Linked DNA regions of Mus musculus: all the other regions are linked to region 1. Evidence: chromatin contacts called from public HiChIP or PLAC-seq and promoter capture Hi-C data. All regions are on one chromosome and are shown on one strand. Each heading gives the region's core, a stretch centred on a gene start, on an enhancer-like site or on the middle of the called end of the contact. The rest is flanking DNA. Distances are from core to core; before and after follow the strand shown.

Region 1 (4,617 bases), core at 586-3,085:
GACTAGGAATCTTGCTTTGTTCCCAGGCTTACAACGTTCTGAATGCTTAAGGCACACCCATGTCACAGCACAGGTTTGTGTGCAAATCCATTCTGCTTTCACAAGGGTCTCCCTTAGCTACGGATGGCCTTGAACTGGCTTTGCTTACTTATTTCTAACCTGACAGTAACCTTGTATTTCTAACTCTCCAGGCATCACAGCCCAAGTGCTGGGATCACAGGCATTTGTTGCTACACCTGACTTAAGTGGTCCTGGGGATTTAATGTTGGGCTCTGAGCATGTTCAGCTAGGGCTCCTAGTTTGTCACCTTTAAAAAAGGGAAAACATCTTATACAAAAGGAAATTGATGGAAAAAGTGGAACAGAATACCCAGGGAAGCCACCTAAATTACAGTTTTAATTCAATAGTCGGTATTTTAAACATTAATGAACCTTCTGCATTCTTATTTACAGGATGGAACAGTATCTTCTTTCAGGTTCCTTGTTGTCTCTTCTCTTGGTTTCTCTCAGTATTAACACAGTTTGCATTTTCCAATCTTGTTTCCTATTTATAGATTAATCTGCCAGTGCTTCAATTATATTTGGTTGTATTGCAGACGTTAGAATGCACTTGTTCCAGTAACAGAAAAATTATATATATATAAGTTGCCCAGTAAAAAACAAACAAAAAAACCCAACTTTGCTATAAACTCACTGAATGGAGCAGTCGGGGCTTTTCTTCAAAGTCTGTATGACATCTTAAATGAAATTTTATTTTGGGGGACAGAACAGAATAGAGATAACACAGGGTTTGTAATGCACTTGCTTTATTCACTGTGGTGAGAATGAGTACCTCCTTAAATTACATTTAGCACAATAGTACCATTGTTAAGTGCAGATTCCATCACAAAGGAAGTAACTACTGGCTTTAGTTTTCCACAATTTCTTTTATAAACTTTTTCTTCTTCTTTTTTTTTTTTCCCGGTAAGAATGAGATACAAGTGTTTTATTTTTCAAGCCCAAACACTTCTCAGTTTCACTGTAAATTGGTTTGTAACAGCAGAGGCATGAAAAGAAAACTACTTCACGGGCAATTCAGGAAGAAGCGAGTGATTTTTACTGTCATTCCTGTAGAAGTGGACCGAGATAGTTGTCACGGTATCAGCAGTTCTAGCCACAGAACTTCGGAGTTCAGTCTCATTTTATTCGTAACTACTTACAGAGACACATGCTGAAATGCGTTCACTGTGATATATAAACATATATATATATATATATTTTTTTTTTTTGAATTCCCAATAAAGCCATAGAGACTACAGCTACCGGGCAAAAGCTGCTTGATTTTTAAGACTATGAAAGAAACACTAAGCCTTCAGGCTTGAGCAGGTTCTGGCCAATCAGCAAAGCAGTAGCCCTTAACTCTGCCAGGATCGGGGTGAAGGCGATCTGCCCTGATCGCGTCTACAACCTGTCGCGCACCCAGCACAGGACTTACTGAGCGCTGGGAGCAACAGAGGCAAGTTTCGGCCGAAGTTTCGGAATGAGGCGCGGCGCGGGCGGCAGTTTCAGGTCACCGCGCTGCGGAGGGGACCGCAGCCGAGTGTCCCGAGCACTCTACGGGCTCCACAGGGTCGGGGAGACGCGAGATGCCAGTTTCTCCGCCGGCACCCAGCCTCCGCTGCGCCACCAGCCCGCAAACCCGCCACCACGGTGGCCCGGGATCCAGCCCGCAGAGGAGGTCCCGGGTCGCGCGCGGCCCAGCCCCCGCCGCCGACCCTGCGCGCGCCGGCGCCATGGAGACAGTCACAAGACGCTCGCGCCCGGCGCGCCAGCCAATGGGAGCGCACGTCGCGGGGAGACGCGGACGTCGCTCTTCCAAGATGGCGGCGCGTCCGTCGCGAGCAGCCGGGCCGGGGGGAAGCCAGCGAAGCCGAGTAAAGCCGCCGCCCGGGACAGGACTGAAGCAGCAGTTGCCGCCGTTGGCGGCGGCCCGGGCAGTTTCCGCTGCTGCTACGGCTATTGCCATGCGGCGAGGCTAGGGAGGACCTCACTCCCCCGGGGTGTAATGATGTTAACAGAGGTAAGCGGCGCCCACTGTTTACCTGAGAGGCGGGTGAGCGGCCGGCGCCAGCCCGCCCGTCACCGACGCCGCTCCCGGCGCTGGGCCCGACCGGAGCCGAGGCCCGGCCGGCCGGGCTGGCAGCCGCCGGGTTCCCACAAGTGCCACCGAGTGGGCGCGGTGCTGACTCGGCAGAGTTCCACCTCCTCCTGCCGCCGCTCCCCTTCGCCCGAGCTGTCGCTCCTTCCTGGAGTCCGCTCCGCCTGCCCCGAGGCGGTCGTGGTCCCCGCGTCCCGGTGCTGGCCCTTGTCGGTGTCCCCGGCTTGCAGGGCCCTTCCCCTCCCGGCTGGGTCGGGTCAACCTCCTGGCGGTGGCAGCCGGCCTGAGCCCTACATTGGCTGCTCCGCGAAGTGAGCCAGGTTCCTCCAGCCACACTCGCTGGCCTCGCGCCCTCCTCCCCTGCCCCCACATCCCGTCACGTTCCTTCAGTCCCTGATCCCAAAGTTCAGTTTGGCATCCACCTTCCTGACCCGCGGATGGCCCCCTTGCTTCTCTCTGTGGGAACAGTTTTTCTCATTTGACCTGAAATGGAAGTAGGGCAGCAACGACGAACCAATCAGTTTCCCCTTCCTTAGTGCCCACTGTCCAGTGCAAAAACCAGACGTTTGAAGAAGTAGAGTTTGCCTGCACTAGCAGTACTTTAGGGGGAAGAACTTAATCGGTGCAGCTAGTTTAGTGACCAGAGGTGACATAGCTGGGCGAATGGTCTATTGCAGGTGTTGGATGTCTGACGCTTGTAGATTGGATAAAATCCCAGAGGCTGCTCCCTTAAGGTTCTGTGAGGATCCTAATGTCAGGGACCGGTTTGAACATCTTTGGGAGCTGATGTGAGGGTACTAAACCACGTTGATGGTCACTGGGAAGCAGTCCTACACGGGCCAAAAAGGACATTTTGAAATGGAAACATTGGAAACAAGTGGATTTTACTGTGTGAAAAGCGATGGCACAATAGGACACACTGGGTTCTCCAAGTTTTGGGAACTCGTCTAACTAAGTGCCTTGTACCTTAGTATCTGTTTTCATCTGTGCCCAGATTCTGGCAAACACGACGTGCCTGGGAAACCCCTATTGGTTGATTGTTAACTTAGGAACTACACATTTCTAGGAGTTAGACGTTCACTTTACGTTTCCTAATTCTACATATTTCCGAAGTTACTTACATTGTCACAGACTATGGTTATACATTGTCCTTAGTTGTGGATTTAAAAAGCAAGTAGCATCCCAAGTTTATTTTACTCTGATACTTAAGTGAGCAGCTGCTCTTACATCAGTATTAGTAACTTTTCAGTGGTGTCTATAATATATTAGCATGAAATATCTTTTTGATAAAACTTATTAGAGTTTTGATCTTTTCACAGGAAACTAGTGTGCTAATACAAGGGTACTGTCTTGATTCGGATACCCAGAGAGGATTCTAAACATCTGCATTTTATAGGACTTAATGTTTCAGTGAAGCCTTTTAAACAGGTCAGAGATTGTAGTAAGCTGTCCTTATGCTGTGTGTGTACATCAGTCTTGTTAGTGGCAGAGCCAGTGTTCCAATGCTGGCAGTGCCTGTAGAGCTATTTTATCAAGCTAACTTGATTTTATTTATTTTATCAAGCTGCCGCTCCAAAGTGAGACTCAGATTAAATTGTACTTTGATCTCATCTCCGATTTTCCGTAGACATTTTATAGATAAGCAGACTGAAGCCCAGAGACTTGTCCAAGGTCAAACAGTTATTAGTGGAATAGTTGACACTAGAAATCACATCTCCTGACTCAGCTCAGAGACCAACTATTTTGCTGAGCTGCTTTTCAGCTTTCTTGACCAATTTTAAAACATCTTACTTCCTCATCTGAATATTGCCATTAGTTGAACAGAAAAGAATTCATTACTTAAGAGTTTTAGCTTGTCATTTTTTTATAAAGCCCCACCAACTCCCACTTTGAAATATTGTAGATACAAATGACTTTGTGTGTCTGCAAGTGATGCCTTACACCAGTCAGTGAGTCTTAGGACTTAGGGGATGTGATTGAATTGTTAGGTCTCAAATCTAATGTGATGCGCTTAAGAAAGGTTTTTTTACTTTTTTTATTACTCATGTTTAGCAGGCATTTCCCTGGTCAGAAGGCAGTGAGTTAGGGTAGGTGATATTGCCACTATTAGCTGTGTGACAAAACAGATTGAGAAGGTGAAAATAACTTGATTAAAAACCACAGAGTAAGAGTCACACTTAAGCCTTCTTATTTGAAGTTGTGTGGTGTGTTGTGACCTCCCACACAATGTAGGCCCCTCACCTCCCTCTCCTCTTACCCCTTCTTCCTTTTTCCTCCTTTCTCCCATCCCTGCCCTTTTTCTGTTGTTTCCACTTCTGAGATTGTCACTATGCAAGTCTGACATTGTCACTATGCTAGTCTATAAAGGAAGCAAAGTGGAGGTACACACATGATCATAATATCAACAATAATGATTCATATGAAAATACTCACTTTTGCATTTGTCAAATTACACATTAAATTGACACTTCAGGAATGAGA
Region 2 (4,703 bases), core at 689-3,188, 330 kb before region 1:
ACATATTTCCAGATAGTAATTACACATTATTAAAATTCACTCTGATAAAAAGTATTGCCAGAAGAAAACTCTTTTTCATATACTTCATGCTAAAAGATTACCGAAAACTTTCTCATTCAGGAAGACTAAGAACGGAACCTTGCATGCATTTTGACTGTGAATATTCGAAACAAGCTTTTTTTTTTTAAAAAAAATTCAGTAAGTTGTGAAATCAGACAGACAAGGGAAAAAATCTGCTGTGTCTAACTAATCACAGGCAGGTTACTTCATCTGTCTGTGCCCTTGTCCCTTATATATAAAGACATTAACAATGAGTATCATAGACAGACACTGGACAGACTAAACCAGAAATTCACACAGTACAGATGTCAGCCATATCCAAACTGCTCAATACATGCCTGTATTATAAAGAAGGAAGGGCACAGAAAAGACCCTCACCTCTCAGTTTGTCACCAGCCTCGGGATTTCAACTCTGTCATTACAAATGAAAAGAGTTATTTTGTCAGTTTGCAGTAGCTAAAGAAAACTAAGGCAGCCTGGAGATACTTACTCAGAGGAAAGAAAAACCAAAGCTAAAATAGAGGCAGACTCCCAGGTAAAGCAGAACTGTCCATTCCCAGCCTCATCACCCCTTGCAGGGATCAGAAGGCCCATGCAGGGGTCACTGCTCTCTGGTCTGCTATTCCTGGCTATGTGAGCTTTGACAAATCTTTGCAATGCCCCCTCCTCTCAGAGAGAAGATGGACAGGGGAGCTCTGACTATTCCTTTTCAGATGTAACCCCAAGGACAGCTGGAGAGAGGGGTGTGGCAAAAGTAAGGTATTCTTAGGGGTCCAAGACAAGATTTCTCAATTTCTATTGAGATAGAAGATAAACCACATTTAAAACAGTGAAGTATACAGAAACAGACCGAATCCAGCCTTACTGTAAAAATTACAGTTAAGTTTGTGGGGTCACACTGTTTCTTAGCATTTTTCCCTAGCTGTCTGTAACTCTCCCTTAGGAGACTGGTACTGTTATCTTCATTTAAGGTGGGGACGCTGAGGCATGAAAAGTTTAGAAACTTCTCAAGAAGACTATCTATAATGAAACCAAAACTTTGCCTGAAATGAATGTGGTCCCCAGAAGGTAGCATCTGGTGACACATTCCCCACTCTTTCACTCACTGGGAAACCATCCTCAGATCCTGAGTCCTTCTTCCCACCAGTCATCATTCCAGCTGCTGGGACAGAACTGACATTCATGAGTTGGTATGACAACGTAGGGAATTTTAGGTCTCTCTCGCTTAATGTTTACAATGGACACTTTCAAACTAATATACGCACCAATTCCGAAGTAGGTGCACATTACCGTGTTCCATGTGAAACAACAGCAGACCCTACAGTGGAGGCTAGGGAATAGGTGCCTTGTGAGCCATGAGCTATACATTCACCTGAAACTATCACATTATCAAAATGCTGAAGGCAATAGAATAGTTCAACTCTATAGGTAACTGAAGACCTTAAACTGCTTTAGGTCTGAGTTACATCGGGCTGTGCAGACAATGGCCCCCATGGTAAGACTGATAGCCCAGATCTGAAAACAAATGAACTTCCCAGTAGAAGCTTTTGCCAAGTCTAGAATTGTCCCCAGTCTGGAGCAGTAAACACTTACCGAGAGCTGCATTTCACTCACGCAGTTCTTTTCACTGCTGCTAATCAGAATCCCTTTTGTTTCCCTTGGTACAGGTCTATCTTCCCACACCCTACACATGATTACAGACTATTTGCAAAGGGAAACTTAGAGACACCCGGCACGATACTCTTTTCAGGGCTCGCTTAAAATCTTGAAAGAAACTCACCCGTTGTGTTGTGCATTCCTTCTTGGCCAAAGTGTGCCGTGGTTTCGAAAGCGAGCCCCGTCCTTCTGAACTTTTCTGTATCCGTTATAATATTAAAGAGCCACAAGGAAGGGAAGTGGTTAGTCAACTTGCTAATTTTATCAGTTCCCCACCACTCCCGGTTAAACAGTACCTGATGCTACAGACAAGAAATCAGTGTTGCAGTTAATTTCCCTGCCACGGCAAACCGGGAAGCAGAAGGAGGGACTGTATCTGGTTTGTAGCACAAGACACTCAATGAATGAACATCTTATTACTATTAATAAGAAGCCTAATAAATGCCAGACGCCAGTGATTCAACAAAATGAAGAGGAGGGACGAGAATGTCAGCTCATACTCCAGGAAACTCTGTATGGGTGGGAAGGGGGGGATTTTAATGCAGAGGACGTGTGGGACGTGGCTGGTGTTTCATTTGTTGATAAATTATTCTGCACTGGAATAGAGCCAGTTTACCGGATATAGAAACTTCCACCACTGGGGGCCCTGGCTCAGACCACTCTTCCTCTAGAGCTTAGTAATTAACAGACAGGACAAGGGAGAAAATGTGTGCCTCTGGATAAGGAAAATTTAAACACTCTCTGGAGGAGCAGCCATGAACTGTGTCCTGGAAGTCAAACTTGACAAGAAATGAGGAGAAAATATAGACCAAGAGACAGATTTTTAATGAAACAAAATGCTTTTGATGTTTCCATCCAACTCTGAAAGACTGCAACAAATATAAAACACTGCTGCCCCAGAACCCTGGACCAGGCCGTTTCCTGAGCTACTTAAATGGCTGGTATTTGAAGTAAATCTGAAGTGCTCACTTTGAAGTGCATCCCCCACCATATCTAAGGATTATGGAATTAGAGAAAAAAAGAGAGAGAGAATGTCTGCAAAGCAAATCATCTGGAAGGCTCATTAACCCTTGCTGCAGACTGGCTGAGAATGCATTCCCTCAAAGACATCCTGACAGATTGAAATCATGTAAAGTGACAAGGTCAAAAAGCCGGGCATGGTGGCGCACCCCTTTAATCCCAGCACTCGGGAGGCAGAGGCAGGCGGATTTCTGAGTTCGAGGCCAGCCTGGTCTACAAAGTGTGTTCCAGGACAGCCAGAACTACAGAAAGAAACCCTGTCTCCAAAAACAAAAAACCAAACCAAAACAAAACAAAAAACCAGTTAAATTCCATACTCTGGTGCAGTGTGAGCAAGGAAGGGCTCACAGGCACCCTTCCTTTACTACTATCCCCCAAATCAGTATCACTACCCAACTAAATAAAGGAGGGCAAAGAGCATGGAGAGCATTGCCCTTATTTCCCGTAAGCCCATTTTCTAACTTACATTTAAGGGAACGTGCTCCTTGATGTGTAAGTGATATGCAAGGAGAGCCCTACGAGGGGACCCTGCATAAGAAGCAAGAGCTTTAGAGCTCCACACACTCCCCACCCCCATTCCCACATGGACACCTGACAGGTATTAAGGTGGGAAGACATTCCTGGGAGCGCCACACTTCCAAAATGACCCTCTCGCTCACAGGCACACCTTCTCCCCAATTCCTCACAACTCCTCAGACTATCCTCTTCTGCAGGACACTGCAGCCCTTTGGACAAGCTTCCTCCCTACTCTAAGATGCTGGAATAGCCCTATCTGAAATCTTATAGCATAGGTCACTATTCTCTCTTTCCACTGAGGAACTATTTCACTGTGACATATGTCTAGAACACTGAAGGCCTTGTTACAGTTTAGGACTGCCCTTGCTGCCCACTGAGAGCCACCTTTAAGCTTTAAAATAATAGAAGCTCTACATTAGAAACAAATGTATTGATGTAACTAAGATGAAACTCATGGATTATACAACCACAAGCTACATAGTGTAATTTTTAAAAATCAGGATGCTCCCAAGAATGAGTAGTTACACACTGAAGAATTCTTCAGGTGCCTGCACTACCATCAATGAGTAAATTTGAATTGAGGTAAGAAGCCGGTTCTTGCAAAGAGGTAAGAAAATGAAAAGACTAGAAGGTTCCTACATTGATTAGATATAGAACAAATAGAGTATTAAAATAAAAAGTGAAAAACAAAGAGTTATAGGTACATTATAAAAGATGGGGAAAATAACATGAACAGAAGTCCAGATAACATTGAGGATTAGCCACACACTATCAGGTGCTAGAATGATGGGTCGGCTGTTAAGATCTCCATCTGTTCTTCTAGAGGATCCAAGTTCAATTCCCAGCACTCATGGAGCAGCTTATAATGCCTGTAACTCCAGTCCATATGTTGATTACTCAAGTATCATCAGAAACACTGGAGTCAGTACTATGGTTGTCCAAACAGTGACAAGCCCATAGTAAACCTTCAAACAAGACAATGGGACTATTAGTTGGAATTACCCGGTTGCTGTTGTCTTAGAAAGTTCATTATCTATACAAACTTTTTAAGCCTGAGAAAAGGAATGAGCATCAGGACTGAAGGAGACCAGGGAAGGCAGAGGAGATGAAAGGCATGTGTGCCAGCCATCAAAAGCTCCCCTGAGGAGACAGGAGATGATGAGTCCCAGCAGTAAAGAAGTCCCTGTCTTTACATAGAAAGTAAAACCTTGTTTACCAACAATGCCATTAATATACCATGGTAAATGTTTTTCTCAGCAGATTAGGAATCTTTCTATTTGCTATAAAATGTTTGTTTTCAGACTGATCTGATCTCTAACTTAGGTATTGACTCCTCAATCAAAACCGTTTTCAGTAATGACATGGGTCAGCAAGACTGTGGAGAAAACGCCTTGGATGAACGAGGACCTGAATTTCATCCACAGAAGCCACACTTGAAAAAAATATAATTT
Region 3 (4,947 bases), core at 12-2,511, 490 kb after region 1:
TAATTATGAATGAATGCATCAATACAGACAACTCCTAAATGGAACCCTGTCTCAATCATGAATCTCTTTTCTGAGGGGGGAAAAAAAATCTCCCATCTCATACAAATAGCCCATGGAAATAAAGACCAAAGCCTGTAATCTCTGTCAGAATTGGCAAAAAAAAAAAAAAAAAAAAAAAAAAAAAAAAAAAAAAAGCAAGGGGAAATGAACTACAGGTAGAGAGTAGAAATAACTTAGAAGTCAGTCTAGTTCTTTTTCCTCTTCTTAATGATTTAAAATTTTACAGACCCAAAAGCACTCCAAAAGGAGGAAGAAAACTGCACCAAAGAGTGGCTAAGAATGCCACCAAGCTGCCAGGGCACCTGTCCACTGCACACTCCAACCTGCTATCAATTCTGCGCCTACACCGAGCCCTGCAGAACTGCTGCCTAGGAAGTAAATGAGAGAGCAAAACAGAAAGCTAGGCGCTAAGAACAGAAAGACATTCCTTCAAAGGCACAGGTCCCCTCCTTCAAGACAACACGTGTTTAGCTCTGCCCAACATCTCACCTCAGTGAGCTGTCTACTTATCCTCCGTGTCCCCTAAAGCTCACGGCAGCGGAGATCTAGAGTGGAGGATTTCCAGGCAAGCTTAACTAACTAAGCTAGAGCGGCACTAGGTAGGTCAGAGCTGTCAACGAACCAGCCAGGGAAGGTCGCTGAGCAGTAAAGGTGCAGGTGCCTGAAAGCAGGATTTTTTTTTTTTTAACGCATTGGTTGAGACTCAGCTCCTGGATGGCGGCACGCGTGGGGACCTCCCGCACCCTCGGAGCGCGCCTGCCCGCCGTCACTCACGTTTTCTGCACCGGCTTGCGCCGCTTGCGGCTGGCATAGGTGATGTTGGCGCCGCTGCTCATGGTGCCCGCGCCCTGCCCGCTCCACCTGCGTCCCGGAGGCGGCGCCCTGCCCGCGCTGCGCCCAGGTGAGCCGCCGCCGAGGGCGGGACGACCGCGACGCGCAGGTGCGGGCGACAGAGGAGACTCGGGCTGCCCGAGCTGGCCGCGGAGGAGAAACCCGCACGCTAGCCGCGCCCGGTCCCGAGGGTCAGGAGGGGCCGCAGTGCTCTAGGGCTTCCCGGCTCCCGCGCTGTGCCGCGGCGTCGCTCACAACCCTGCCTGGCAGCCACCCCCGAGTCCGTCCACCAGTTCGTCCTCCGGGTCGCTCCGGGCTGAGCCTCTCCGGGACACGCGTGGGGCACCGAGCGTCAAAGGGAGCGCACACACACGCTGCCGCCCGCCGCGAGCCCGCTCCTCCGCAGCCGCGACCCCGCGCAGCTCCGCCCCGGGCTCCAGCCCCGCCCCACCTGCTCGGCCCCGCCCCTCACGGTTCCCAGGAGGGCCCCACCCTCTTCGCAGCACGTGATGACGCAGGACGTAGTGACTCCCAACACTTCTTGCAGTCCGAGGTTCTGGGGGTGGGGTGGTGTTCGCCCAGTACCTGTTTTCCAGCCTCAAAAGGGGTGTGAGGCCACATTATGCCTAGGCAAATTCCTTGTAACCCAGACATCAAGATTTACCAGGCAAAGAGCTTAGCTCATCCTAGAGTTGAGTCATCTAATTTTTGACAAAGATTTTACATTGAGCTGGTAGATAAATAACTGCGACTGGAGAGCATTCTAAGGGGAAAACTTCAAAAATGCCCTGCAAAGTTAGTTGTCTTGAAGGCTACGAGTTTTATAATCCTTTTCCCTCCCACATTTATTTTATGTCTACAGAAGACAATAAAACATCGTTTCCTCCATCAGACTTCAGGAAGATGAGAAGGAAAGAAGCACAGGAGTGCTGAGAGCATGAGAAATTGGAGGGTAGGTACTGAGACTATGACCAGAGACCTGAGTTTCTGTTAGTAGTACGGTAGAGCTGATGGGAGGAAAAAGAAAAAAAAAAAAAAAGATAATCTAGGAACAAATCATAAAGATTTAATGAAGAAATTGGGTCTCATTCTGCAGACAACAGAGAGCTTTTAAAGGCGTAATTTGGAAGATGATGTTCCATCTTTCTTGGGAAAGTCACTGTGGGAAAAGGTGGAAATTCTGTTACTCAGGAACAAAACAGATGGAAGAGAGAATCGCTGGGAAATTGATGAAATCGACCAGCTGCAAGACCAATGGCACAGCCATGGGGATGAGAGAAAAGAGACAGCAGAGATGATAAAGGAAGAGGGAAGGTCGCTGTTAACCACCAAAGAATAGAGGCAGAGAAGTGAATTTTGGGAGTCAGGTAGGTGATGCTGGACATGAAGAGATAGAGATGAAGTCTGATGTGTTTTATAGATTTGAGAAAGAGATCAGAAGAGAGGATACACAACAGCAAGGAAAAGGATAGCGAGAAAACTAAGAACAACAAATGGTGCCCAGGCTGTGGAGGAAGAAGAACCCGCATCACTGTGGGTGGTTGTAAACTGGTCCAGCCACTGTGGAACTCTGTATAGAGTTTCTCAACAAATTAAAAACAGATCCACAAGATGACCTGCTATTCTCCTGCGCACATACCTGATAGCCCTTCATTCAAAACAAGTGAGAAGTGGACCCAGACTAGATTCACATCAACCTATGGATGGATAAATAAAATGTAGTGCGTCTACACAATGGCATTTTATGGGACTCTGAATAAAACTGAAATCATGGCATTTGCAGGTAAACAAGTGGAACTGGAGGCTGCCGTGTTAAGCATGGCAGACACAGAAGGCAAATACCATGTTTTCTCTAGATGTATGCTCTAGATTTTGATTTTTACACATGTTGAAACTAGGAAAGCGATCATGAGAGTGGAAAAAGGAGCTCTTGGGTTGGAGGTGAGAAGAGAAAGGGCAGGAGAATACACATGACACAGAAGGAGAAGAGGGGATCCTGTGGGAGCAAGCAGAGCAGCAGGAGTGGGGGAAGGAATGGGGGGGGGGCGTCCAGCAGAATGGGAGCATGGTAATTCATACATTTCATTAAGCCCATCGCTTTGTGTGCTAATATTAGAAACAAATTTAAGAGTTAAAATTGATAGTTTTCTCAACTATGTTTCCAGCTGGGTAACAATGGCATGAATCACCAGAAAGAAATTATAAAGCTGGCCTCATGCTTCTTAGGTTTGAAATAGATTTAGGACATCTAAGGAAAGATGGTAAATGGGGCAACCTGTGAGGTAGAAACTGGAACTGTGATCGAGAAGCTGTTTGCTATTGGACAAAAAAGAGAGTGTGGTGATGCCCTGTGGGTACTGCAAAAGAACTGCCAGGACTAAAACCTGGAAAGCTCAAGAGCCCCACCCCCACTCCCCACCCCCCACCCCCCACCCCGAGAGCTGGGTCCACCGGTGGAGTGGAAGGTGAAAAATGGCCCCGTTATTTCAACAAGGAAGGCCGAGAAAAGAGAACAAAGATTCACTGACTAGTGTGAACTATTTTGCGAGGCCCCATTGTTAATTACTAATTAATAATAATGTAGTGTTGATTTAATGGGAGTGATGAGTGGGGTTGTTCTACTTCTTTACAAAAGATGAAGAGGTCATTGACTTTGTGAGGAAAAAAAAAGACAAAGGTGATAAGTAACAATAGATACTTATAGAAAAGCAGAGAAAGTGCCCAAGCAGAAATGAGATCAGGGCTGTGGTGGACTTGCTAACAACGAGAGCAGTTCTTGAGGGGCTTTGCTTTGTAAAGTCCCCCATAGCTTCTATAGGGCTTCATGGTTCCCACCTGCAATCCCGGCACATAGTGTGCTGAGTCAGGAAGGAGTCTACAAGTTCAAAGCCAGTCTAAGCACCAATATTATTAGCCTAAGTATGATTTTTTTTTTTTCTGAAATGGGGGGACTTGCACAGAATGTCTTTACTGAGTCCTTTAATAAGGTCTTCCAGGTGATCCAACAGTTTGGGGTTGAGTGCCATGTAAGTTAGGGGAGAAAGGATAGATGAGTTACACTGAGTAGACTAGTAAAATTTACAGTGGAAATAAAATGAAAGAGCATTTAGCCTTAGCTATAGAAGAATGTGTATGCCCTGTGATTGGTAGATTTCATTTTAATTTCATTTTAGAAATATATACATTAGAAATGATCTTGGAAATGACAACAGGAAAGTGGGAATCAGTGTTTTGTTTCCAGTGTATAAATCCCTGAAAAATAACTCAGAACTGTGGGATGAACATGCAGGAAGTGATAATCCTGCTGAGAGTTGCCTTTTACTTAAGGCAATAAATAAGTAAAATAAATGAATGAATAATTAAATAAAACAAATTTCTAAAGAAGACCATTTACACTGATCAGCAAATCCAGAAGTACAGGCCAAACATCTCCACGTCTCCTTTTCTTCCATCTCCTTTTCTGCATAGATGGAACAGATGGGACACATGATCATTCTATCCCAACATGCATTGAGTGGAAAAGAACAATTTCCTCTTAGCATAGCAACCAGAAATGTAAAACACATTAACACAGTCCATCAGAACAGAGTGGATAAAGTCAGAGCTCCTCCACAGTAAAGGGTTGTACTAAATGAGCTAAACTCTTGGTGGGTTGTTGTTTGTTTGTTTGTTTTCATCTCTTTTTTAAATGGTAGCTCTTTTCCTATCATACTTCTGTGTCTGGTTAAAATATTATTTATGAGTCACATCATTTATGTCCTCATATCCACTCTTAGGCAATAAATCTTTGTATAGCCAAGACTAACAGTCTAATGTTCACAGTGAAATTTTAGAAATTCATTTCATTTCAGTAATGGCAGCAAAAACTTCACTTATGAGTTAGTGTGCTAACAAAGCTAGTCTCTAATGTGGGCTATTACAGACAACTACACGACACTATTGACACTTTGTACAAAACAAGGCTTCAGATTACCACTGCAGAACATGACCTGCAACTTGTCACTTGTGACCATCCACAAAGATGTTTAGTTTTCTGGGTTGAAGTAACATGATATT
Region 4 (4,816 bases), core at 41-2,540, 270 kb before region 1:
TCTTTCTTGGGGAGAGGTAGTAACTGGAGTAACAAGAGGAGAAACAAACTACGGAGAGAGGCTTCGTTTCCCCAGCTTCTGACTATATTGGAGCACTGAGAGTTTGGGGATTTGAATCACACAGCTGCACAGTAAGCACTCAGCTTATGTTAGATGAAAGAAAACCACCCCAACTAGGACAGACACTGAAGTGCAAGATTCTACCTAGGAAATTACAAGTGATTTAAACATGGAAATGAACACTAAGCCTCATTCGTATTTGCTCGGATGTCACATCCAATAATCCTGATCAGCATACAGCAGGGACCACTTCGCCTTCAGTGCCAATGACTTTGCCTCCAGCACCAATCACTCACTCCACTTCCGGGGCCTATCAATCACTTCACCTTCGGTGGAAATGCACTGCTTTTTGTTTTGCTTCTACATAAATCTAACCTACGTCTCAAGAATACGTCCCTTCATATGTTCAGGTACAATTTCCTATGATTCTGTCAACTTAAAACAGTGGGCCATCACATTTTATATTCAAAACAATATGTTACGCTAAGATGAACTAGCACTCCAGTGGATATATACAAATAGGAGTTGGATTAGCAAATCCCCAGTAAGAGATACCTTGCCAGTGCTAAAGTGCTTAAAACATCAATGTATATGTTTCCTCCTCCATGTACATCTCTTGACCCCTGTCCCTTAACTCTCATACAGAAGGCTCTGACTATGTATCCTCCCAGGAGTAAGAGCTAGTCTTACTCTCCCATTTCAGTCACCGTTTACTCCTACTTTGTATTTGTGAGCTCTACAAATGAAAACCCTTTTATTCCTAATAACAAAAGGCAGTTTTTCACCTTAAAGAACTTCTAAATGCCTTTGCAGTCGATCAAGCCCCTGGATCTATCTGGATTTCAGTTGGTTATAAACACTAGCTTAAATGTGACCAGAACCCGGGGGTTAGAGGTACTCAGTGGCCTTTCATCTATCACCCAGTGAACATAGAGTGGATAATCCTGCACACTGAACCACGCCTGACTGGCTTTAAGAAAAAAAAAATCCAATTTGTATCTCTGAGATGACTTGGGCAGGGAGGCACAAAGCACAAGCTCCATAAACTAGACTGGCTCCTAATTCTCCTGGGATGCCAGAAACTTCAGGGAATGCAGGAGCAGATGTTGCATCTTCTAAGAACTGCGTCACCCAGCAAAGGGCTGTCTGCCAGCAGGTTCCCTCTCTCTGAGCTTGTTCCCAGTGGAGTCTCCTTTCCTAAGTATCAGCTGAACTCCAACCGTCATCCACTTTAACCTTAATTGTGTAAGATTTTTCTGAGGGTTGAGATACTTTTCTTGTTACTTGAGATCTGTGTAATATGCTGCTGTTTACCTGGGATTTTTCCTTATGCTTCTTACATAGCTCTAGAGTCTCCAACAAATAATTGTGTTGTTAGAAAGCTTCAACTACATTAGTATCCCTATTGCTGCACCCGGTAAATAAAGTTGATGGGGAGAGACTTTTAAAAATCAATGTTTTAGAGTCTTATGCATGCATTTTGCTTCAGAAATAAGATTTAAGGTGGCTTAAAATGCAAAAGAAGAACATCCATTAACTCAGCACAGAAAATCCAAGTCAAACAAGAACAAAGAAGAAACCACCAGAAAACACAAACTTAGGAAGATTACTTCATTTGAGGACAAGGCTTAACTGAGACATCTTGCTTCTTAATCAGAGGAATGCAGTGGAGCATTTAAGACAACTTCATTTTGAAGCTGAGATCACAGGATTTATTAGGGGAGTCTTTCCTCGCCATTCTAGAAGTAACAAAGTCACCAAGATTCTCCAACAACAGGTTTCGTGAAACATGCAAAGGTATCTTTAAGGGCACATGGCTGGGTGCACACTCTGTGCAGGACACCACACCCCAAGTTCTAAATGGCCCTCACTTGTTTAAATGATGCAGCAGCTACCTTAGTGTGAAATTACTAATAGTTCCCTTTCTCACCACCAACAAGGTTAGTACAGATGATCTATGGTAGATTTGCTTTCAAATTCAGTGGGAGTACAGTAGTAGCTAAGACGGGGGGGGGGGGAGGTCCCCTCCCCATACATGCTATCAAGAACATGTTTAAACATGTTTTTAAACTAGTTTAATAATCTTAACACTATTCATGCTCTGGGATTGGCAGGGCTTTCCAAACGTTCACATTGGTAGGTATAAGGCACAGAAGAGGTTATTTTGCCTTCCCTGTGTCATAGATTCTTGCTCATAAATTCTAAGAGAGCAGCTTTTGCTGCTGCTTCTGTTGCTGTTGCTTGGTTTGGTTTTTTGTTTTGTTTTAACTTCAGTTTTTTTTGTTTGTTTTTGTTTTGTTTATTCATCAGAGGATTTTAATGAAACTTAAGTAAATTATAACATTAAAAAAATGCTCAGGCTAGTACACAGCACATCTGAACACTTTGTAAAAACGTTGTTGGCAGCATTCATCAAAACCTTTACTGTAAAAACATGTCCTTAGGGAACTAACTACCTCTCCCATGTCTGCCATCTAATCAACTCAATAATAGCCATAGGAAGGATATTTCCTAATCAAATGTGTTGTTAAACACTTACGGTGAGCATCATCTGACTCATTTTAAACATGTTCCCATGTTTTATTTATCATTGGCACCAACAATTCCACAGTTGGTCTTGACCTTGTGTATGCTGCTAGTTCTTTGATCAGCCCCTCATTCCTTGTTTAGGGTATTTCTTATTTGACAATTTAATATTTACCAATTTCCCTATGTTTTCCTGAACAATTAGTCCACCACTATTATGCAGACTATGACCTCAGCCTCACTCACATCATACCAAACTTTTATGAACACTAAAGTAACAATAGATTGTTCTGAGAGCAGAGAAAGCATCATTATTTTACTCTGTTTATCATGGCGCCCTTCTCAGAAACAACATAGGTAATTTGATGGCTTGGAGAGAGATAGATCTCTTATCTTTGACATCTTTGAACATATTTCTGGTTTCAATCAGTGACTCAGTTGCATGAGTCCGTCTTGCTCATATTAAGCAGTCCCTTTGAAGGATGCCTCTTTTGTCATTTTTTTTCACCTGAATTGTATTAGCTTAAGAAACCATCATCAAAGGTATTCACAAACAAGCAAAATATTCTCAGGTGGCACTTGATACAAATATTACCTTAGAGCTATTTTAACTACTTCGTCCTAATTTCCTACCAAGGTGGACATCTAGCATATTTTGTTTTGTTTTATTTTCAAGTTTCAGACATAGCTTGGAGATATTTTCCCTGTACTCACTCAAAAAAACTAAAATAGAGCTGGCATGTGTTGTCCACGTGATTGATGGATCCTCTGTGCTCATGAGGACACAGGAACTTCTATATCCGTGCATCCCAAACAGCACTGAGGCTGCACAAGGGGCTTGCTCGACACTATAAGTCCCAAACATCCCTGTTCTATCTTAGCCACTGCAGTTTTCCACAAGGCACAAGGAGTACCAGGCTGGCTCTGTCAGCTTCTCTTCAGCCTCAGTGAAGTGGGCAGCTGGGTGAGGTGACGGACCATGACCTGTTACATTAACAGTAACAAGCACTGGAACTCCAAACAAAGATAAGGTGTTTTCTAAGAGCATTACGTTGAAAGCCATTTTAATGGAACTAGACTCGTGGGTGGGAGGTATAGCTTAGTGGATAAACACGCATGCCGTGCAAATGTGAGAACCTGAGTTGACATCCCCAGGAACCATGCAAAGGTTGAATGCAGTACCATCTGTTTGTAATCCCAGTGCCTCCTTGGAGAAAGTGGGCAGAAGAGACAGAACGCTGGAAGTGGGTGGGCCAGCTAGTCCTGTATATGCGGCAGAAAAACAAAAGAAACTATTTTCAGACAAGGTCAAAGGTGAGAGCCACTACCTGCACAGATCTGTATATGCACATACACACACACACACACACACACTGTATGTGTGCAAATATATACAAACACACATGCACTGTATGAGAATACACAAACAGTAAATACACCTAGATGCATCAGCTCAGACTTAAATTATGCAAGTTTACATGTGAAGCTAGAGACAGTTTACCTGCAAGTCCAGGAAGCTTAAGTTCAGAGCTCTGCACCTGCCCTGGCTCCTTCTGAGACCTTTTCACCTGTTATTTGCTCCCTCATAGTGTCCAACCCATAGTCTGAAAACTTGGATCCTGCACAGGTGAGGATCCAAGTTTTCCGAACTGAGTACTTTTGACTTCACACACAGACTCCCATTAAGAATGACAGGGCAGCGTTGCTGTGTGCTGTTAAAAATGTCAGTTCCTCTTTCAACCTCGCAGATTTACAAAGATTACTGGACTGGCTCAGAAGGCTTGCCCTGCTATGACAAATTTTCTCACACTGAACTCCCCCTAGGCTCGGAGGCATATTTCTAATTCTAACCAGTTTAGGAAGATGAATTTCTAGCTTAAAGGCAGAAACACATGAAACATCACCTTAGAAGGGCCGTAAGAAGGGTATGAGCTCAGAAGACACTTGCTGAAGTGCCATTCAATGAGAAGCAGAAGTTTGCTGCATAGTCTATCGCACAGGAGCTTTCTAGACAATCTGCCTTGAAGGAAGGAAACATAATTTGCCTAACTTTCTCTACAAAGACTACCTTATAATATCACAGATTTCCTATATAACAGTGGCAGGAAACTAAGGCTTGCCTTATAGGAACAAGCTTCAGGGGTATGGTGTCAAAGACAATTCCAGTCACATAGAAATCCTACCCCTTAAAAAACAAAACCTTAGCTTCATCTTTATAGGCTTATTTGCT
Region 5 (4,760 bases), core at 284-2,783, 360 kb before region 1:
TACTGGGGCATATAAAGTTTGCGTGTCCAATGGGCCTCTCTTCCCAGTGATGGCCGACTAGGCCATCTTTTGATACAGATGCAACTAGAGTCAAGAGCTCCGGGGTACTGGTTAGTTCATAATGTTGTTGCACCTACAGGGTTGCAGATCTCTTTAGCTCCTTGGATACTAAATGCATTGAATGCACTTACTGGTGTGTGTGTGTGTGTGTGTGTGTGTGTGTGCGTGTGTGTGTGTGTGCGTGCATAGATACAATTCCATCTACTAGAGAATGGGTAGCTTCTCCCAGATCATATCCTTGAAGAACTTGACTCTTGTTCCCCTAGCAGCCTAAATTAGTTGTCAAAAGTTCCTCAGTTAGGGGCAAGACTTAATGAGAACTGCCCATCCATGCTGGAATTTTAGCTGACTTGATTTTGAACAGGTCATGTGATATAGTCACACCTACTAATTCCACATGCGCAATGGCACTGTCATGTGCGGCAAGTAATTTCTCCACAGGTGTCCACAGTCTCTAGGTCTTGCAATTTTTTCTACCCTCTTTTGTAATGACACTTAAGCCTTAAAAGGAAAGGGTGTGATGCAGTTTCCATTTAGATCTGCACACAGCAGTCTCTTGTTCCCTGCATGTTGAGCAGTTGTAGGTCTCTGTATTAATCACAATCTATTGCAAAACAGAAGCGTCTCTGATGAAGGCTGAGAGATGAACTCATTTATGACAATAAAAGTTGGAGCTTAAGGATATGGTTTAGTAATAGGCAAACTAAATAGACAATGGGATGCATATAAAAATGGATAAAAGAGAAGTTTTTAAAAGGCAGGATCTATATGGAAGCACTATGGATGAGAAATGTATTCTCGCCTGTAGCCTGAGGATTATGGTCCCTTCAATACGGGTACTGCTCTACAAAATCCAGAGCATCAGGCCAGTGTCACCACACACATGATCCTATAACGGAGGACTCCGAACCCCATATTCTCCGAGGGGCCCAGTTCTGATCTGATCCCCTGGAAAGTTCCTGTGCAGCGCTGGGTCAGTCTCCACGAGCATCTCAAGTACTCACTTAGAAAGGAAAAATTCCCATCTCGCAATACATTTGAATGACGGCATACATATTAACAGCTTGCAGGTTTAGATAATGGAAGCCTAGCTCTGCATGACTTCCAATTTCAATATGCTAACCAAGTGCTGGATTTTCATTGCAAAGCTCCAGGCCCAGGACCTGTGAGTCCAGCCTCAACACCTCACAGGCACTTTTTAATAACACATTAAAGGGAAGGCCAAGGCACCCTGGAAGGCCCTGGCAGGCAGCCACTTCTCCTATTAGTAAGCTTAAGTTACACTGTGGTGTTCTCTCCGGTTTCAACAGGAACCTAACTTCAAAGAGAAAATGGGCATGACTTACATTTTTATGATTTCATTTTATTTTAATGAATTAAAAAAGCAAAGTACGGGTCTCTGAACACCTCATGTCCACTCGTCTCCTAGTCATAATTACAACTTGAATAAATATTTTCCTAAACACTTTTAGAGTTTTCCTATGTGCTGGCTACCAATTGCTGAAAGGTACCTCAGAACATGCTAATCCCAAAGTAGTAAACTGATGCTGCTGCTGTTTTATCTACTGTGCGACAGGGAGAGGGGGAGTAACCATCAACAGAAGATTCAAATAACCAGAAAGTTGTTTACCAATAACAATCAGGAAGCTTGCTAAGTTTAGTGTTAGTTAAGAAAGAGAAAATTATTTCAGAGAAACTTGGACACCCTTGTTTTTAATTGTCTATCCAACTTGACATTGTAGGTTCTTTAAATTTACCATAAAATTTCTGGTTATTAATAATTCTAATTAGTTTTTTTTTACATATTTCTGCAATGTTATAAAAACAATTTCCTCAGAAACAAGCGGTTTTGCTTTTAGCTCTCTCCTTGTTTCTCAGGTATAAAAATTAGCACTGCAAGAAGAAGTGTAGGCATTCCAGGTTTGGTGGTATAATTATTCTAATTGGTGTAAAAATTCAAATTTGTACTGAGTGTTAGGCTGACTCAAATGAAATCACCACATGGTTGGAAATGCCAAATATAAGCAACTGTATATGGCTTGAAGTAATATTTACTGAAACAGAGGGTTTTTCAGTAACACATTAGCTGTCTTATAGATTATATCTTGTGACTACTACTCAGTTACTGGCATAAACTAAGCAATAACATTTAAGTTACCAGATTCAACTTAAATTAAAGTCATAACTACCTACCATAAGGAGTTCATTTCCAGAAGATTAGTATTTATAATATTTATATCCTCTGGTTACTCAATATGAAAAAGACTAGTAAAGAAAGCATACCCTATACAATATGCAAATATAATATAATAGATAATTCTAGTTAGTATCATTGCAAGCTGGGCACAGTGGAACTTGCCTGTTACTTTCACTACATGAGAAGTAATTCTTAAAATCTGTAATGGTAAACTTAACAAGATGAAATTAATACTATTAAAAGGACAGCAACTGAAGTCAATGTTCTGTTCATGGAAAATTATACAGCATGTTTTTGTTTTAACCATTACTTATTTATTCAAAACATAAGGTTTTTCCTTCCCAAAGTTCTGAGCAAAAGACATTTAGGTACCTAACATTGCAGTTCACAGTTTTATCTTAGCCTGGACTTCTCTGAAGTGTGACTTCTCCTGGTCCTAAAGCTATTTGAATATTTTTATTCTTTTGTTGTTTTTATGCAGGCAGTGGGTTCAACATGCATTTATGGCTCATTTGTACATGAACAAATTTAGTTCTCCCAATCTGATACATGATAAGCAATGCAGCTTATAGCTTTTGACGGTAATAGGAACAGAGAAACATTTATTGTAACTTATAAAGCTGTTGACTTTAACAGTCAGAAAATGAACTTGATACTGTTTTAAATCTGAGTTTAAAACAAGCTGTTGTATCTTAGGACCCGGTGAGAAGATCTCATGTCATTTACCACTTTATACTGAATTGCAATTATGTCTGTAAACACTAAAGTGATTTTAGAGACCTCTAAGCTCCACAAAACCAAGAGCTATTCCATACTCATCATTTTATGTTACAGCAACGCTCTTCAAGCTTAATGTGCAGAGGACTCACCCAGGGATCTTGTTAGACTATAAATTGTTCAGCTGTGCTGGGACATGGCCTGAAACATTGCAAAGCTAACCAACTGCAGGATGCTGCTGACACTGCTGATCAGAAAAACCACACTGTGAGCAGCAACAGTATGCAGCACCCAACTAAAGCTGTCGGAACCTAAAATGATGCCTAGTAGCTTTGTAGATAGCTGACAAGATTGACTCCCTACAAGGTGCCAAGTACAGTTAACAATTCTCAAACCAATGAAGACACCTGGCTTCCCTAGCACATGGATATCCTAGAAGCACTGCAGTTATTGTCTGGCAATAGGGCATCTCCTCATATCCCTGCCAAAAATCAAAAGATGGAGAGGTGGGACCTTGGCTTCCCCACTGTTGATCCCCAGTACCTTGAACCTAAGGACTCTTAGAAGGTACAGTGCTTAGGCACAAGCTCTAGGAGTGTCTGTCTGCTCTCAGTCCTTTTTATAAAGAGCTCTGTAAAGATCTTAAGATGGTCAAGTGCCCATCTCTCCCTCTGAGACCCACAAGACATAGTGGAGGCTCATCTTTACCCTCTAGGAAATTCTGGGGAGATCTTTCCAGATGATGTGTTGACAAGAGTCTGGACAGAAACTTGCCCAGAATCAAAAGCAGGAATCAAAAACCACAGCAATGACATCCCTAAGAATGAACAGTGGCCTGGACCATGGTCACAGCATTGGAGATGATGCCAGTGTGTCCCAGGACACATACAATTGGCACAGTAAAGCCAGCAAGAATTGAAAACAATTGCGTATGGCATCTGGATAAATGCAAGGTATCAAAGGTAAGTGAGGTTTGGGGCCTTCATACCTAGGAAAATAAGGAGTCTGTTTATTAAGTGCAGGAGGTGTTTGGAGAGAGCAGTGAATGGGTAACATGATTTTTTACAGTAGACAAACCATCTCTGAGGTCAGCGCAATTTAAGGAAGAAAACGCATTGCAGTGGTGGAATTATTTACCATCACACTACACGTCCTGCAACTCCTACCATGTTAGCCCTCAAGTTCGTCCTAGTCTGTCTTGCTCTTCCCAGATCCTTCCCAGGCTGTCTTCTGTTTACTGGGTGCTTTGCTCTCGCAGAGGAATGCCGCTTTTGCTTCTTCCTCCATTATGGTAACTTACCTGTTACTGTTTCAACCCTGTTCTAAATCCCTGCTTGCTGTGTGCTTTCTCCTCTGCTCTGCTCCTCTAGGATACCCGCACACCAATGTTTGTTTGTCAGCAATCATCGTCAGCCACACCTAAGGACACTAGACACTGTCTTAACAATCAAACTATTCAAAGTAAACTTTTTAATATGAAACCAAATCTACCACTAAGTATCAAGAGCTGCAGTGGAGCAAAAATAATAGTAATAATAATAATAATAATAATAATAATAATAATAATAATAATATATTCTCATTAAGTAAACCTTGTACTTGGAAGCTAATTTCAACAACAAATTACATCTAAATATCACTGGAGGGAAATCAGCCTCGGTAGTATCTGCTGTGGTAATACACACTTCCAAACACACACATACGCACCAGCTACTCTGTGCTAGCTTATGATCCAAAAGTTATATGCAATGCCCATGACTCCAAATGGAAAACAACTTCTCTCCTG
Region 6 (4,328 bases), core at 467-2,966, 390 kb before region 1:
ATCTTAAAAAGAAACAGGTCTGTAAATCAGCGGCAGCCCCGATGCTCTGAGCACACAGCGCCTTGTCTTAGGTCTTCTGTCTTGTGTCATCTCGAAAATTTATATTTGCTGCAGCTTTCACTAAGTGATAAATATTAATTATTTCTGTCGGAAGCCTTGTTTATTCATGCATATTTTACAGAAAAAATCACACTAAACACATAGCCAGAGGCAGCCTTTGCAAGCTGAGACTCCTCACAGATGACTTGCAGGCACACAAAGGATAGCTAGAGACAGGATATTTTACTGTCTAATTATGTTGTCACCACCTAACTGAAATGTGAAGGGTGCCCAAAGCTATTGTGAGAAAAATATAACTTATCTTGAACTTCCCTCTTCTTCCATTATGGAACCCATTTCTACTCTGTCCTGCATGCCATCTCAGACAAGGGCTGGTTTCTGTGGCTTGTCAATTCCTGGTTACGCAGTATCTGTTCCAAATGAAAGAAGTTAAGTCAGAGCTGATGATTTCTCAGTTTTGTTCTTGTGGGACAAAGTCAACTTGTGAATGAAGAGCCTCTGCTTGGAAAAGTTAAACGATGACAAATATATATGTAGGGCTTCACAAATAATAATTCAATTATCACATCTATGACAGTGATACTGTCACCACCAGCTGCTTTTGGTGCCAATGAGTCACAAACAGGTTAATTCGGGATCACAGAACTGGGATGTGATAGAGCCGAGATCCAAATTTAGTTTAGCTTCAGAGTCTTATTTCTTGGCGTTTTTTTACATTAACTTAATATGCTAACAAATAGGTAAATACCCTGCCTAGCAAACTATAAATATCATTAATAATATTTTAAATGAAGTTAATATTTAGATCATGTCTCTATAGTCCATAACACACAAAATTATTAGAATCTCCATGGACCTTGGAAATGCTGCAAATTGGAATAAAATATAAAGTAATTTTGTGATAATTAGAAAATATCTAATCTCATTAGCTTTTAGGAGAAAACACCAAGACATAGAAACAACAAAAATGGTGGATCTGTAGTTAACAGCAGTCGTTGCTATTCGAGAGGACCCGGGGTTTGTTTCCCAGTTTCCATGTGGTGGCTCAGAAGCATCTGTTGTGAAGATCTAGCGCACTCTTCTGACCTCCATGGGTGCCAGGTATCACAAAGTGCATTTATACACACATAGTCAAAACACTCATACATATAAAACAAAACTAAATAAATCTTTGTGCATGCAGTCAAAAGACTCATAAAAACTACCAAAATACTAACATCCTTCTTAAGATCATGAAGATAAATTGTATAAACATATAGATTTATTCCTCAAATATCAAGGACCTCATTAGATATGAAGGAACCTACATGTCGCATATATATATATATATGTGTGTGTGTGTGTGTGTGTGTGTGTGTATATATATATATATATATATAAACCATCATCACTTTTAGTAATTGTGATGATGTATCTCTTAACAAAGGAAGGAGGAAGACAATATGCCTGGTGACTTCCAATGGAACCACAGAGGTATCATCATAAACAGTCACATAAAAGCCATGTACACAAAATACACAAAATGAATTTCAGGCTATACTGAGAAAACAATGTTCTTGCATCAAGCACTGGCTGGCCTGCTAGCCAGGTGGCTGGATTTAGAAACCAGAAGGCCCCGGGGAAGGCAGTCGTCGGTAACTACAAAGCTAATGTGGTCAATGCCCGGTGTCGTTATGGGGATTAGAGGGGGGTCACACTCCACAGCAGCACCTGCACAACTATGACATAAGCTTCTAGCTGACATAAATCATACTCTCTCTGTTTTGAAAGCAAATAATAAAATAGTTGTTCCATGTCTCTTGACCTTTACTTCTGGGAAACTTACATTTTTCCCTTTTTTGCTTTGGAAGGAAACCTCCCCAGCCCCTCCCCTCCTCCCCCCACCCCTGCCACAATGAAACATACTCAAAACACCCATTTCTGAACACATGCATAAAAAGTCATCTCCTTATCTCCAAAGTAATTCTAAACACCATTAACTTATTATGTTGCAAAGTAGCTTAACATAAGGCAGAAAGGCAGGAGGAGAACAAGACACTCAGAAAGACAGACACCAAAAGGAAAGCCAGGGGTTAATAGAGATGGAGACCTGTAGCTGCCCAGCTGAAGATGGAGAAAAACCACTGAGGCATTTCCACCGAGAGCTGCTAAAGGTTACTTAACAAGAATGCAGGGAACGTGCTGCACACTTGGTTTCTAGATTCATCTTTCCCATAGAATCCAATTATGCAAAATTGCACTTTGCCCAAGCCTGCTTCTCAAGTCAGCTTTAACTTGATATAAGATTCAATGAAATGAAAAGAGAAGACAGAAATCACCCTGAAGTCACTGAATTAAAGATATGTTTTATAATTGCAGACATTTATAAATCCAATTTGCCATAAAAGCAAAATGCAGAGTGGTAATGTGACAGGAAGGGGGAAACCCACTGAATGAGCATTATCCTGTGTCTATACTATAGCTTCTGCTCAGAGACAATAGCCAGGCCTGCTATATAGGGAGCATTTTATTTGCATTCTAAGATTCATACTCACACACATGATGGTTCTCTAGTGTCTCAGAGAAGACCAAGGGAGCTGCGCACATTATTTATAGTGAATGGCTGACTTACGAGAGAGAAAAATGATCTTTACAAAACAATTAAGGGTCAGTATATTGGGTACATGGACAGAAATACCAGCAAAATGTGTGCTGTGCACATGGACATATAAACCACCAGCAACAGACTTAGCACATAGATACATAAACCAGCAAGAACCAGGGACAATATTGTGCAAAAACCATGGGCCAAAAAGGGGCAATGCTGTGCATGTGGACACACAGTGCAACAAAGAGCAGTGTTGTGTACATTGAAACATAAGCCATCAAGACTCAATACTATGAACAGAATATATAAATAATAAAAGGGTGGTGCTGTGTATATTTAGACACAAAAGCAAGGATCAGTATTGTACACATGGACACATAAGCCACCAAGGGGCAGTGTTGTACACATGTACACATATACACACTAAAACAAAACAGCAAGGGGCAGTGCTGTATACATAGACCATAAACCACTAGAGGAGTCATCTTTTTTTGATCCACCAGCACAGAAATGCTATGCTCTAACAAATAACCCAGGAGATTCTCATTGAAAATTTTGAGACTTAGTAAAGTGCACCTGTGGCTTTTTTTTTATCCTCCTATCTCACCTAGTTCCATTTTAGAAAGAAAGAGTCAAAATGTTTGGCCTTTTAACCCTTCACTTGTCTCAAAATCACATACTTAGGGTCCTATTTGAAAAATAAATAGAGAAGGCTGTGAATTACTAACTTAAAAATGTTTTCAGTGAATCAGCTTTGAGTAGATTAGTGGTTTTCAGCCTGTGGGTTGCAAACCAATGGGGGTAAAACAACTTTTTTCACAGGATCCTCATAACAGATATCCTACATATTAAATAGCTACATTATGGTTCATAAGTAGCAAAATTATAGCTATGAAGTAACAATAAAAATAATTCTATGGTTGGGGGTCACAACATGAGGAACTATATAAAAGGGTCACAGCATTGGAACGGTTGAGAACGGCTGCTTTAGATCCACGATTATTTGAGCAGAATAAGAGTAAGCACAATTCACATGGAAGCTGTTGGACTTCCTTTTCCATTACATTTCGTGTCAATGTCTACCGAAGGACGCTTAAAGACAGACCATCCCTATACAGTCTTATAAAGTGACCCCTGGCTAAGCATCCTCAAAAAGTCCTGTTCAGATTGTCATAGTGTCAGGGCATCTTACTCAGTATTTTATGGCTTAGCAACCGAGCAAAAAGTGTGACCGGCGACTGCTCATTTTCCTTTCCTTTCTGGGAAGAGAGGGGAAACCATCTTCATTTGGAAACTTTTTAATATGTGTTTAAAATACTCACAGCTGTGTATTCTGGCAATTGTCGGGTGGAGCAAAGACTTTGTAGTGCTGTTAACTGGGACTGGCCTGGGGGGCGGGGGGCATTGCACTAACATGGTGAATTACTCTGTTTAGTTTGCTCTATAAAGAAGCAGTATAAAACATTTAGTCAGTATGATACAGAGAGCAAATATGAGCTATAGGTTTTGTTTGTTTTTGGTTTTGTTTTTAACCCTCCTGCCTATGGTAAGATGTTAAAAAGAAAATTAACTTTCCTAAGAGGGATCCTATTATGATTTGTCACAGACTCTCACATGAATTCCCCCTATGTTAGTCTAGTATGTTATCACAACAAAGTAGCCAAGACAAATTATAAAAAGC

The links. Promoter capture Hi-C pulls out the DNA fragments that hold promoters and counts their contacts. HiChIP or PLAC-seq counts read pairs in DNA pulled down with a chosen protein or histone mark.
Region 2: an H3K4me3 HiChIP or PLAC-seq map of the 230-238 cell line shows a contact between it and region 1, with 21 read pairs. The contact joins the enhancer-like site here to the promoter of Snx13 in region 1. A contact is called at or near these places in 4 of 39 promoter capture datasets (the C10 cell line, liver and pre-B cells), 3 of 484 Hi-C or Micro-C datasets (B cells, granulocyte-monocyte progenitors and macrophages), 13 of 115 datasets of contacts at active chromatin or transcription factors (the 230-238 cell line, acute myeloid leukemia, astrocytes and 9 more) and 1 of 9 other capture datasets (liver).
Region 3: a promoter capture Hi-C map of liver shows a contact between it and region 1, with 4 times the contacts expected there. The contact joins the promoter of Ahr here to the promoter of Snx13 in region 1. A contact is called at or near these places in 2 of 39 promoter capture datasets (both in liver) and 8 of 484 Hi-C or Micro-C datasets (CD4 T cells, embryonic stem cells, liver and 1 more).
Region 4: a contact with region 1 is called in a promoter capture Hi-C map of the C10 cell line, with 3 times the contacts expected there. The contact joins the enhancer-like site here to the promoter of Snx13 in region 1. A contact is called at or near these places in 5 of 39 promoter capture datasets (the C10 cell line, cranial neural crest, frontonasal cranial neural crest and 2 more), 3 of 484 Hi-C or Micro-C datasets (B cells and pre-pro-B cells), 7 of 115 datasets of contacts at active chromatin or transcription factors (the 230-238 cell line, bone marrow-derived macrophages, embryonic stem cells and 3 more) and 1 of 9 other capture datasets (liver).
Region 5: an H3K4me3 HiChIP or PLAC-seq map of bone marrow-derived macrophages shows a contact between it and region 1, with 4 times the contacts expected there. The contact joins the enhancer-like site here to the promoter of Snx13 in region 1. A contact is called at or near these places in 8 of 39 promoter capture datasets (the 3T3-L1 cell line, cranial neural crest, embryonic stem cells and 4 more), 4 of 484 Hi-C or Micro-C datasets (bone marrow, bone marrow-derived macrophages and nephron progenitors) and 14 of 115 datasets of contacts at active chromatin or transcription factors (the 230-238 cell line, astrocytes, bone marrow-derived macrophages and 9 more).
Region 6: an H3K4me3 HiChIP or PLAC-seq map of pro-B cells shows a contact between it and region 1, with 6 times the contacts expected there. The contact joins the enhancer-like site here to the promoter of Snx13 in region 1. A contact is called at or near these places in 15 of 39 promoter capture datasets (the 3T3-L1 cell line, 3T3-L1-derived adipocytes, the C10 cell line and 10 more), 1 of 15 datasets of contacts at CTCF or cohesin (large pre-B cells), 6 of 484 Hi-C or Micro-C datasets (bone marrow-derived macrophages, myocytes, nephron progenitors and 2 more), 23 of 115 datasets of contacts at active chromatin or transcription factors (the 230-238 cell line, DN3 thymocytes, acute myeloid leukemia and 16 more) and 2 of 9 other capture datasets (adipose tissue and liver).

The regions. Positions count from the first base shown.
Region 1 is chr12:35,045,354-35,049,970 of GRCm38.p6, forward strand. Snx13 (sorting nexin 13) reads left to right here and starts at 1,836. Exons shown (of 26, transcript NM_001014973.2): 1 at 1,836-2,058. The coding sequence starts at 2,044.
Region 2 is chr12:34,712,438-34,717,140 of GRCm38.p6, forward strand. The region is part of intron 3 of Hdac9 (histone deacetylase 9); the gene reads right to left. Among named protein-coding and RNA genes, the nearest start is that of Gm46347, 73 kb to the right of the region's middle. Within about 2 kb of position 1,939, at least 52 of the 459 cell types and tissues checked have an H3K27ac peak or open chromatin away from gene starts, as enhancers often do. A contact at or near this core is called in the 230-238 cell line, B cells, bone marrow-derived macrophages and 5 more, where this site is marked.
Region 3 is chr12:35,533,728-35,538,674 of GRCm38.p6, forward strand. Ahr (aryl-hydrocarbon receptor) reads right to left here and starts at 1,262. Exons shown (of 11, transcript NM_013464.4): 1 at 835-1,262. The coding sequence starts at 896.
Region 4 is chr12:34,775,186-34,780,001 of GRCm38.p6, forward strand. The region is part of intron 3 of Hdac9 (histone deacetylase 9); the gene reads right to left. It overlaps Gm46347 (a long non-coding RNA gene), which reads right to left. Exons shown (of 2, transcript XR_001780600.1): 1 at 4,491-4,816; 2 at 1-3,849. Among named protein-coding and RNA genes, the nearest start is that of Gm46347, 10 kb to the right of the region's middle. Within about 2 kb of position 1,291, at least 4 of the 459 cell types and tissues checked have an H3K27ac peak or open chromatin away from gene starts, as enhancers often do.
Region 5 is chr12:34,682,303-34,687,062 of GRCm38.p6, forward strand. All of the region lies in intron 3 of Hdac9 (histone deacetylase 9), which reads right to left. Among named protein-coding and RNA genes, the nearest start is that of Gm46347, 100 kb to the right of the region's middle. Within about 2 kb of position 1,534, at least 17 of the 459 cell types and tissues checked have an H3K27ac peak or open chromatin away from gene starts, as enhancers often do. A contact at or near this core is called in bone marrow-derived macrophages and embryonic limb bud, where this site is marked.
Region 6 is chr12:34,658,520-34,662,847 of GRCm38.p6, forward strand. All of the region lies in intron 3 of Hdac9 (histone deacetylase 9), which reads right to left. Among named protein-coding and RNA genes, the nearest start is that of Gm46347, 130 kb to the right of the region's middle. Within about 2 kb of position 1,717, at least 12 of the 459 cell types and tissues checked have an H3K27ac peak or open chromatin away from gene starts, as enhancers often do. A contact at or near this core is called in the 230-238 cell line, DN3 thymocytes and pro-B cells, where this site is marked.